2 separate regions of the Bombyx mori genome follow, and region 1 is linked to region 2. A link is a contact called in public Hi-C data. All regions are on one chromosome and are shown on one strand. Each heading gives the region's core, a stretch centred on a gene start, on an enhancer-like site or on the middle of the called end of the contact. The rest is flanking DNA. Distances are from core to core; before and after follow the strand shown. Region 1 overlaps LOC101745507 (ubiquitin thioesterase trabid). Region 2 overlaps LOC733061 (actin-binding LIM protein 2).

Region 1 (4,722 bases), core at 1,627-4,126, 110 kb before region 2:
TCGATTTTTGGTTTTGATGACAAGATTTCAGCACTACCGAATTTAGTGAATAATTTGACACGGCCGTATATACAACTTATAAGTTGTCTTGTGAGTCCGCACGGGTAGGTGGGTAGGTGGTACCCACCCTGCCTATTTCTGCCGTACTGAAAAAAACTAAGACTTCGAACTTGTGTCTCGGGGTGAGTGGCGGCTTATAGTGCTTATACCCTGGTCATGTCGTCCAGAGGTAACCATTGGTCACCACCAGGTGGGATGTGAGCTCGTCCACCCATCTAAGCAATAAAATAAATCATATTTTAGAAATGACTTTTGTCTTCATTATTTTATTTTGTTGAATGTCCATATTTTTTTTGCCGTAAGACAGAAAGGTAACGTTCTAATAAAATGAATACTAATGTTTCACACATTGTCATGTAGTATTGACTATATAATAATATGTAGAGAGCGTATTATTTCATAAATGCCTACGAAATTATTTCTCTTAACTATTAACGAATATTAGTAATGACATCAAATTAATAATAATAATTAAAATTTAGTCATATTTGAAACGGATTTATTAAGGAGCAGTTGTAATAGGTATAAGAGCTGAAAGAAGGTAGCGGTCTCGCTGTCCGGGTTCGTCTTAAATCGGAGCAATCAACTGGTTCCATTAACCAGCAAATATTTACTATACTATTAACCAGCAAATATATGATTCCAGGTATATACTTACCGCTACTGTGGGACCCCCAGTTTTGTTCTAAATCGCCTTTATGCCTCGGATACACTCGCGGACATTTCTCCGCGCTAGTGCCCATAGAGCCTTATTCGCATAGGCATACGTATATTTGTCGGTGAGTTTCATTCTATATATATAACAATAAATGTTATTTGAAAGGACGTCTCGATTGAGGCAATAAATGCTATTAATTGAAGCTGTGATCGCATTTCGTTTCGTATGCACTTTTCTCTATACAAGGGCGTAACCAGGATTTGCGAATTAAAAAGGTATAATCACTATGGAAAGTTTAAAAAAAATAACTTCATTGTTCTCGCATGTTGACTAAAAATGAATCATATTTTAATGCATCAAAATATAAAATAACCTAATTGCATTTTTAATTTATTTTTTATACCATAAATCGTATAATCTGGTAACACTGAAATTGTTTAAGTTACTACCCTCGTTAGTACCGACTACGTTCATGTTTTATTATATTTTTCTAATCAAAAAAACTACAATTTGACAATAATATTAGGTACTCGACTTTCTTTAGTTTTATCAGTTATTAATTTAAATAAAACTTAAAGTAATAATTTTGTTATTTCAAAATATTTGTTGTATATGAGTCGACTATTATCAAAGCCGGCAATCTGACTTTTGGACAATGATTGGTAAATCAGAAAAACGAATTATTGACTTTGTATTCCATTGGCAGTCACAAAACTCTTCGGAACGACATCTTAGATAAATAACAGGTTAACTATTAACCTTTATTTAATGCAGGTTTTGAACCGTATTCTTTGAAGGAGACGATTATATTCAAATCAATCTGTATTGAAATATCAATAATTTTTTTTTGTCCAAATGCACAGATTGCCACCTTTGATAATAGACCACTCATATGACAAAAAGTTGACGCAATCAGCTCAAAAAAAAAACAATTAAGTGATCGTAGTTAATTATCTTTGAAAGAAATTTAGAACCACAGCTAACAGCTGTCGTGAGAGTAACGTTTTAATATGTTATATGTTTATGTGCTTAATTACTGTTATCCTGACAAGTTGGAGACTAGAAACTTCATATTATACATACATTATATTATTATGTGCAGTGAAGTCGTCTGCCTATCCATCTTTTTGATCTTAAAATTTGACTAAGCGCATCCAAAACATTACAAGTGATTACAAGTAATGATCGTTTTTAAAAAAAAAGTTTAATTTCTATTTCAGGGAACAACAAGATGACAATGAAGATATGATATACCTGCCGCTAACGGATTCAGAAGGGAAATTATTGCCTGTACATTTTCTGACTTGCGATGAGGTATGGGTGTTATAAATTACGGATAGACTAATAAAACTGTTTATTACAGAATTTTTCTCGAAAACGTATAATAAGTTTCATAGAAATATTACATGTTTCAAAGATTTCTAATTAAATCTAAAAATCTATATATTTCTTATTGCTTAGATTAGTGGACGAGCTCACAGCCCACCTGGTGTGTTATTGAGATATAAGTTCTAAAGTCTCAGTATAGTTACAACAATTGCCCCACCCTTCAAACCGAAACGCTTCACGGCAGAAATAGGCAGGGTGGTGGTACCTACCCGCGCGGACACACAAGAGGTCCTACCTCCAGTAGCAAGATGATTGGATGATTTCTAAAACAAAGAACGCTACTACTAGATCAGATTAGATATATAAATAGATTGATTAAAGTACACCGTCCTCGTCGAACCCGTCGCTTGCGACGAAGGGCTTGACGCGCGAATTAACCCTCAGACACAGCCCACTGAGTTTCTCGTCGGATCTTCTCAGTGGGTCGCGTTTCCGATCCGGTGGTAGATTCTACGGAGCACCGCTCTTGCTAGGGCCAGTTGCTAAGGCTAGCAACAATCCTGTTTGAGCCCTGTGAGCTCAACCTACACAAGTTAGGGTGAAGTTGAAATAGCCTCTCAAGGCTATCAGCATACGTAAATAATAAAAAATTGATTTTTTTTTTTCAAAAAAACAATTTTTACTGCTAATCATATATACAGGGTGTTGTATTGTTGTTGTGTAGATGTCGGAAGCGGAGAGCGTGGTCCGTCGCTGGGTGGTGTGGCGCGAGACGTCGGGCGGGCTGGCGGCGGCGCGGAGGCCCTCGCTGGCGCCCTCGCTGCTGCAGGCACAGATGCTGGAGGAGTGGCTCAACCACTACCGCAGGCTCGCGTGCGTGCCACTTCTACTCGATCTAAACCTCTGTAACGTTACCGCCTAAAGGATAAGACGTCCGGTGCATTCGTGTTGAGCGATGCACCGGTGTTCGAACCCCGCAGGCGGGTACGAATTTGTGTCTAACGAAATACGTACTTAAGAAATGTTCATGATTGACTTCCACGGGGAAGGAATAATTTATAATTACTGGTGGTAGGACCTCTTGTGAGTTCGCGCGGGTAGGTACCACCGCCCTGCAATTTCTGCCGTGAAGCAGTAATGCGTTTCGGTTTGAAACTGAAGTTCAAATTAAAGGGCGGGGCAGCCGTTGTAACTATACTTGAGTCCTTAGGACTTGTTTCTCGAGGTGAATTGAACATTTAAATTGTAGATGTCTATGGGCTCCAGTAACCTCTCAATACCAGGTGGTCTGTGAGGTCATCCACCCATCTAAGCAATTTCCTTGAAGGCGACTTCACTTGATTGTTATTGGCTAGCGTTGTTCATAGACATTAATAACGTCGGGACACAGACATAGCGCCACGGACACATTTAGTTCCGGACATACAGTGATAATTTTTTCTTATCAATTAAAGATACCATATGAATGGCTAAATGCATCCGTCGATAATGCCATTGACTGTGCGAATTCCCCCATAGACACAGCCCACTGAGTTTCTCGCCGGATCTTCTCAGTGAGTCGCGTTTCCAATCCGGTGGTAAATTCTGCGAAGCACGGCTCCGGCTAGGGTTCGTGTTAGCAACGTCGTCAGGTTTGAGCCCCGTGAGCTCACCTACTAGTTAAGGTTACGTAAGGGTAAGGGAAAATAAAGTGCGAATTATGTCCAAGACTCAATCCAGTTGTCAGTTTGGATGTACCAATGACACTGTTAATAGCATAAAAATAAAATAGAAAACCATACGTTTTACAGACAACAAACGAGAGGTCCATTTCCACCGCGACTCCAAGCCGCGGCAGCGGAATACTCAAGCGATCCCGATACAGATGAAGAATGATATAAACACTCGCTAACAATACACCAAAATAAACACTACACGGTAATTAATATACACCGTCAAACACACAACGTTGATAAGCTTAAAATTAGGAAGGATTTAAAAAAAAAAAACTTGGCAACACCACGAAGCGCTCGGTGTTGCCAATGAACAAAATTCTAAATTAATAATTGTGCTCAATAACTAAGCAGCTTATGATTTTTCACTATAACGATTCCGATTCTATTAATTAATATGAATAGAAAATGCGCTTGTTTAAAAATAATAAAGTACAAAATGTAATTGTCACGCAATATTACACTCTCGTACATTGTGTATGAGTATTAATTACATTAGACAATAAAGTTTTAATGCCCTCTGAGTTCTCACCAAATGTCGCTGATCATGATCAATCTAAGAACTGTTTTATCAATGAACAGCCAAAGTAGTAGTATATTGATAGTTACATCAAAATGAATTATAGTAGTTAAATAATAATAATAATATTTTACAAATAGCGTAGTATTGTGAATTTACAATATTACATAGCTTCGCGTAGTGGGAGTTCGTTTTTTTTTTGGCTTTACTAAAGAATCGACATGCAGTTAAACAATTGATGCTCTTTTCAACATAAAACACACTTAAACAATTAATTTTCAATACACGAAATGCCTTATTTTTTTATTCTTAAAAGTTCAATTAATTTTACGTACATTCCAAATCAAAATCACGTTATTTCAAAATTTAATACACCTATTCTGATTTATTTACTAGAGACGCGAATAGTTGAAGTGTGAATTGTAAAGCCAAAATCAAAGGAA
Region 2 (5,284 bases), core at 2,400-4,899:
CTGCTGGATATAGGTCTTCCCTCAACCTCGCTAAACTGGTCTATCTTGCATTGCCCCCAACCGGTGGGTTTCCGCGCCCTTAAACAAGTCGTCGGTCACACAAAAATATTATGAAAAAATCAAGTAAAATTTAATAAAATAATATTGGTAAAATGATGCAATACTATTTAACCAAACTATAAAAGGTATGAAGTATAAATATGGCACATTAGTTTGACAGGGTCGTTCGAGCTGTTACGTTGACTATACAGGGTGTTTAAAAACGTTTCCCGAAACCCAATATTGATTTACAAATATGAGAATAATTTTAATAGTATGATCTAACCTGGGCCCGCAACGAATTACAAATTGAATTCTGGGGTCAATGAACGCGGTGTTGAATAAACTGCATTAATGAGAATTTTTTGGGTTGTGAATTTTGTTGTCATTATCTACATACTGCCTTCGACTGTGTTTCATTGAATGCACATATATTGTTGTCTACTTAGATTAAGGTAGTGTATTTGTTTTCCGGACCCTAAAAAGATTACAATACTATATATACAGGGTGTATCCCAACGGTATTTTGTAAGTAATAGTGAAAATATTGGCAATTAAACAATTCTTATTTTCGAACAAAGCAGCAGTTAAATAAATCGTTTTAAAATACCAAATATTAAGTATTTGTGATAGGCAGTCATTGTATTAATGTAATTACAGGGTGACTTCACATTCAGCGGCATGGGAGATAAAACTCATAGCACCGACTTCAGCAGCGGCAAATCAGATAGTATGTACCTCCTTTTTATATTATTTTGGGACAAGAACTATAAAAATGTAGGTACACACAATAAATTTAACGTGTATATATATATTTATACACATTTATACATATATATATATATATATATATATATATATATATATATATATATATATATATATATATATATATATGTATAGGTTTTATCTGACATATTAGGATTTCATACTATATTTTTTTATTTGGATGGTTGGTGTGTATGGCGTTGACATCAAAAAAAATTCTAACTATCTTCTTACATTATTTTGTATAGTATAAATTCAAAGTACATATTTTATATATTCTATCGTTATTTCGGGTTTGTTGAAAAAAAACAATCTCTGAGCTTAGGTCGGCTTTTTGCACATATGTTTTCTGTGTTATAATTTTTAATGTATTTCGATTTTTTTAACTGAGTACAAAAAAAAAAAAAATTACGTAATCGAAATATATATCCTATTTCCACTTCTTACTGCGGCGATACACGTTGAATGACCAATGTTGCCAATTGTAACATTTATATTAAATTATATCAAAGAATAATGATTCTTATTAGCACGTATTCTATTAAGATTTGGGTTGTTTTTTGCGCGCAGTGCGGACGGATCTGTGCAGTAAGTAGTATCGCCTCGCTTGCCGGAGAGAGACAAACGTACGCATAAAGCTTAAGCGAGAAAGAGACAAACAACATTTTTTAGTTTTCACTTTGGAATCCCGCCTTCCGCAAAGCGCTTATTCATAGTATTTATTATATGTACCAATAGTTTTCATTAATAGAATTTTTACGTGAATAATCATAAATTGACTTTACTTTTCATCATGTCTTTATGGACTCTCTTTCTTAAATCAAACAAACATTACGATGTAATTTTGCAAATTATTTCTAAACATCCTGGAGAGTTGATTTTGATTGTAAATTTTATTCGGAATCCGAGGATCACGATAATAGTAAAGGCAAAGAAACTTCATACTTCATTTTAAAAATGTCGTATTAATAAACAAAAAAAAATGCACTAAATATAATCTGCATTTGCTGTAGTTTAATAATTAAAATAAAGTTAACATTTTATTAACAATGTCACAAAATTATTATATTTTTATCTACATGTATGACACGGACTCGGTTAGGATTTTTTTATTAACATGAAATATGGACAGTTTGCGGTAGGCAGCGGCTTGGCTCTGCCCCTGGCATTGCTGAAGTCCATGGGCGACGGTAACCACTCACTATCAGGTGGGCCGTATGCTCGTCTGCCTACAAGGGCAATAAAAAAAATTAAAATTAAAAGTTAATTTCAACTGACTGCGAACGGAAAATTCATTTTATGAGAGTTTTAATAAAACTGGAGCCAACATCATTGATGTGGAAAGCAATGTATGATTTAGCTGCAGACTTCAAATCTAGACTGTTAATTATTTTCATCCGAATCAAAATTCAAAATGCAATTTTAATATATTTGTAGACACCATACGTTTCATTTGTGTTATTAATCATGCAATAAACAAATCGCAACACATCCCAGCTTTAAAACATTCTCGTAAAAGATAACTAACACAAATAAGCACTTTATACACTAATTAAAAATTTATTAGTATCAATGTAAGATTATTTTTTTAAAGTAGATGCTGTAGTGATGTGTAAAAATGTATTCTTACAGTTTCTGCCGGCTCCATAACCGATGTGGATAGAAGTGCTGTGGTAAGTTCATTTAAAATTTAAACATTATTTTCTGATATAATACGAACAAATTATTTATTTTAATGTATTAAATGTTTTAATAATTTTGGTATATTTAATTTTAATTATAATTTTACTAACATAGTTATAAGTATACTTACAACTACTTACAACATATAGGCTTAAGATGGTCTGAATTAAATGATTTTTATTTATTTTATTAAAGACGAGAAAAATTATTAAAAGTTATGAAAGAAAATTATATAACATACCTAAAAAAGAAAATGACAAAAAAAACAACTTGACCACAAGGAAATTTACCGGTGGTAGAACAATTTGTAAACTCGCAAGGGATAAGATAACCATCCTGCATATTTCTGTCGCGAAGCAGTCATACGTGCTGATGTGAACACAATATAAGGGAGACTAAGACTTAGTGCCTCAAGATGGATAAGACTGCATTCGCATTCTGATGATCATAAGCTCCAATAAACTTAGTGGTTAGTCCGGGTGGGCTGTTAGCTCTGTGATCCAGAAATGAATCGAGAATCTCTTCTTGATCACATTTGAATCCGTATAAAAGTAATTAGAATTAAAATGAAGATGCGCTTTTCTGTCGAAACATAACACATTAAAAAAAATGCTCAGTCAAATATATAAATTTACGGCATCCGCGTTCTGATGTTTATCAGCTCTGCTTACTGTTTGAACTCTGACAAGAATTGTTTTTTTTTATTGCTGAGATGGGTGGATGAGCTCACAACCCACCTGGTGTTAAGCGGTTACCGGAGCCCATAGACATTCACAACGTAAACGCCGCTACCTAGCTTGAGTAAGTTCTAAGGTCTCAGTAGAGTTACAACGGCAGCGCCACCCTTCAAACCGAAACGCATTACTGCAGAAATAAGCGGGGGACGGTGGTACCTACCAGCGCGGACTCACAAGACGTCCTACCACCAGTAAATGTTTATTGTTAGTAGAAATAACGGAAAGCTCATTATGCATCGTATTTGATTGCGCAGACAACCGAAGCGGGTATAGTGGTCCGCGGGGTGAGCACGCTGGGGTCGGGGGTGGGGGTGCGCGGCGGGGTGGGGGGCGTGCGCCGCTCCCTCCCCAACATGGCCACCTCGCATCTCCTGCACGAGCCGGCCAAGCTCTACCCCTACCACTTGCTGCTCATCACCAACTACAGGCTGCCGCCCGACGTCGACAGGCTTAACTTAGAGGTAGGTAGACGGTAGGCAGCGGCTTGAGTCTGCCCCTGGCATTGCTGAAGTCCATGGGCGACGGTAAACACTCACCATCGGGTGGGCTGTAAGCTCGCCTACAAGGGCAATAATATAAAAGTTATAATTTTTTATTGCTTAGATGTGTGGACGAGCTCACAGCCCACCTGATTGATGTTAAGTGGTTACCGGAGCCCATAGATATCTACAATGTAAATACCGCCACTAACCTTGAGATATGTGTTCTAGGGTCTCAGTATAGTTACAACGGCTGCCCCACCCTTCAAACTGAGAAATACGCGGGGTGGTACCTATCCTATTACTGTTAATTGTAGAACCCCACTTAACCAAAAAACACTATGCGTTGTTGCTTACTTGAAGTGGACAAAGACTGGTTCTAGAGACGTTGGTGGATCAATTTAAAACAGATTTCAGATTAGAAATGTCAATTTCATAATTACGCATTCTAATATTATTATTATTATTATTATTTTTATGTGCCTATCTGCGATCAGTCCTGGACTATGAGCAGATGCGTTGTGTGTGCCATCGCGTCGAAGAAGCTCCTCACCAGGAGACTCCTCATTGATCACCATCTGTCACCAACTCCCTGTATATCATGACGTTTCAGTCATTTGATGTAACTTACTTTTGTGAATGCTATTGCGGTGGTTTTCCAGCCGAGTTCTGTACTTAGTACCTGTCAACCTTATCTCTTCCTTAACAGTTCTCATGTTCATGGCTTCATGGATCTCAGTGTTTGTCACAAACTTCATTGTATTCTAATATAAAAAAAATATATTAACAGCGACATCTCTCGGACGCCGAATTCGAAGCCATTCTCCAGATCAACCGGCAAGACTTCTACCGCTTGCCGCAGTGGCGCCGAAACGAACTCAAACGACGGGCTCGCCTCTTCTAGAACATTCGTCTACTCGAACGAGCGATTCACTCGCGACAGCGCCATCTAGGAACTGAAGTTGGTACTTTGTACACTTTTCATTTGTCGATATTATTGACACAAGAAAGCAAATGATAAAAAAAAAACGATAGTTTTAGAATATAGATAGTTCTTTGAAACGTACAAGATCATTTCAATTATCAGACTGAATTAAAGGCTATCCCCAAAAATGTTTATTTTGAAGGAAGAAACTATCGTTTTAAAAAATTAATAAGGATGTTGTACAAAGTATCATCTTCACAATTGGTTTTAAAATATCAAGATTATTTATTTGTAATCATTCATTCGATTGGAAAGAATGCGTGCCTATGTTATTTTATAAAGCTAAGATTTAATTTTAGACGAGCCGTTGCGTGCACGGCGTGCGCTTTAGTTTTGCATAATTTTTATATTTAATAAGACGAATTGAGTTGTCCTTGTTTTTAACGTTTTTTTTTTCCATTTTATTTATTTCGATGTAACCTATATTTTTCGTGTACCCGAGCAAAAGTATAGAGAAGTTGTTATTTTCAATTTTTACGTTTATTCGTAAATATCAAGCACAGGGATACAAAGTTACAAATCCACAAAACATTTTTCGGTCGAAAATTTCAATTGACATTATATAACATGTAAATTGCACGTGTGGTTTTTAT

What was found. A called contact is a pair of places that touch in the nucleus more often than the background predicts.
Region 1: a Hi-C map of whole pupa shows a contact between it and region 2, with 6 times the contacts expected there. The contact joins two enhancer-like sites. A contact is called at or near these places in 2 of 7 Hi-C or Micro-C datasets (an unstated tissue and whole pupa).

Annotation. Positions count from the first base shown.
Region 1 is chr26:7,251,680-7,256,401 of ASM3026992v2, reverse strand. It overlaps LOC101745507 (ubiquitin thioesterase trabid), which reads left to right. Exons shown (of 19, transcript XM_062676337.1): 16 at 707-839; 17 at 1,939-2,032; 18 at 2,772-2,920; 19 at 3,838-4,722. The coding sequence ends at 3,922. Among protein-coding and RNA genes, the nearest start is that of LOC733061, 7.9 kb to the right of the region's middle. Within about 2 kb of position 2,876, at least 3 of the 8 cell types and tissues checked have open chromatin away from gene starts, as enhancers often do.
Region 2 is chr26:7,144,501-7,149,784 of ASM3026992v2, reverse strand. LOC733061 (actin-binding LIM protein 2) reads left to right here. Exons shown (of 19, transcript XM_062676336.1): 16 at 700-769; 17 at 2,440-2,480; 18 at 3,482-3,688; 19 at 4,497-5,284. The coding sequence ends at 4,610. Among protein-coding and RNA genes, the nearest start is that of LOC134201485, 16 kb to the right of the region's middle. Within about 2 kb of position 3,649, at least 4 of the 8 cell types and tissues checked have open chromatin away from gene starts, as enhancers often do.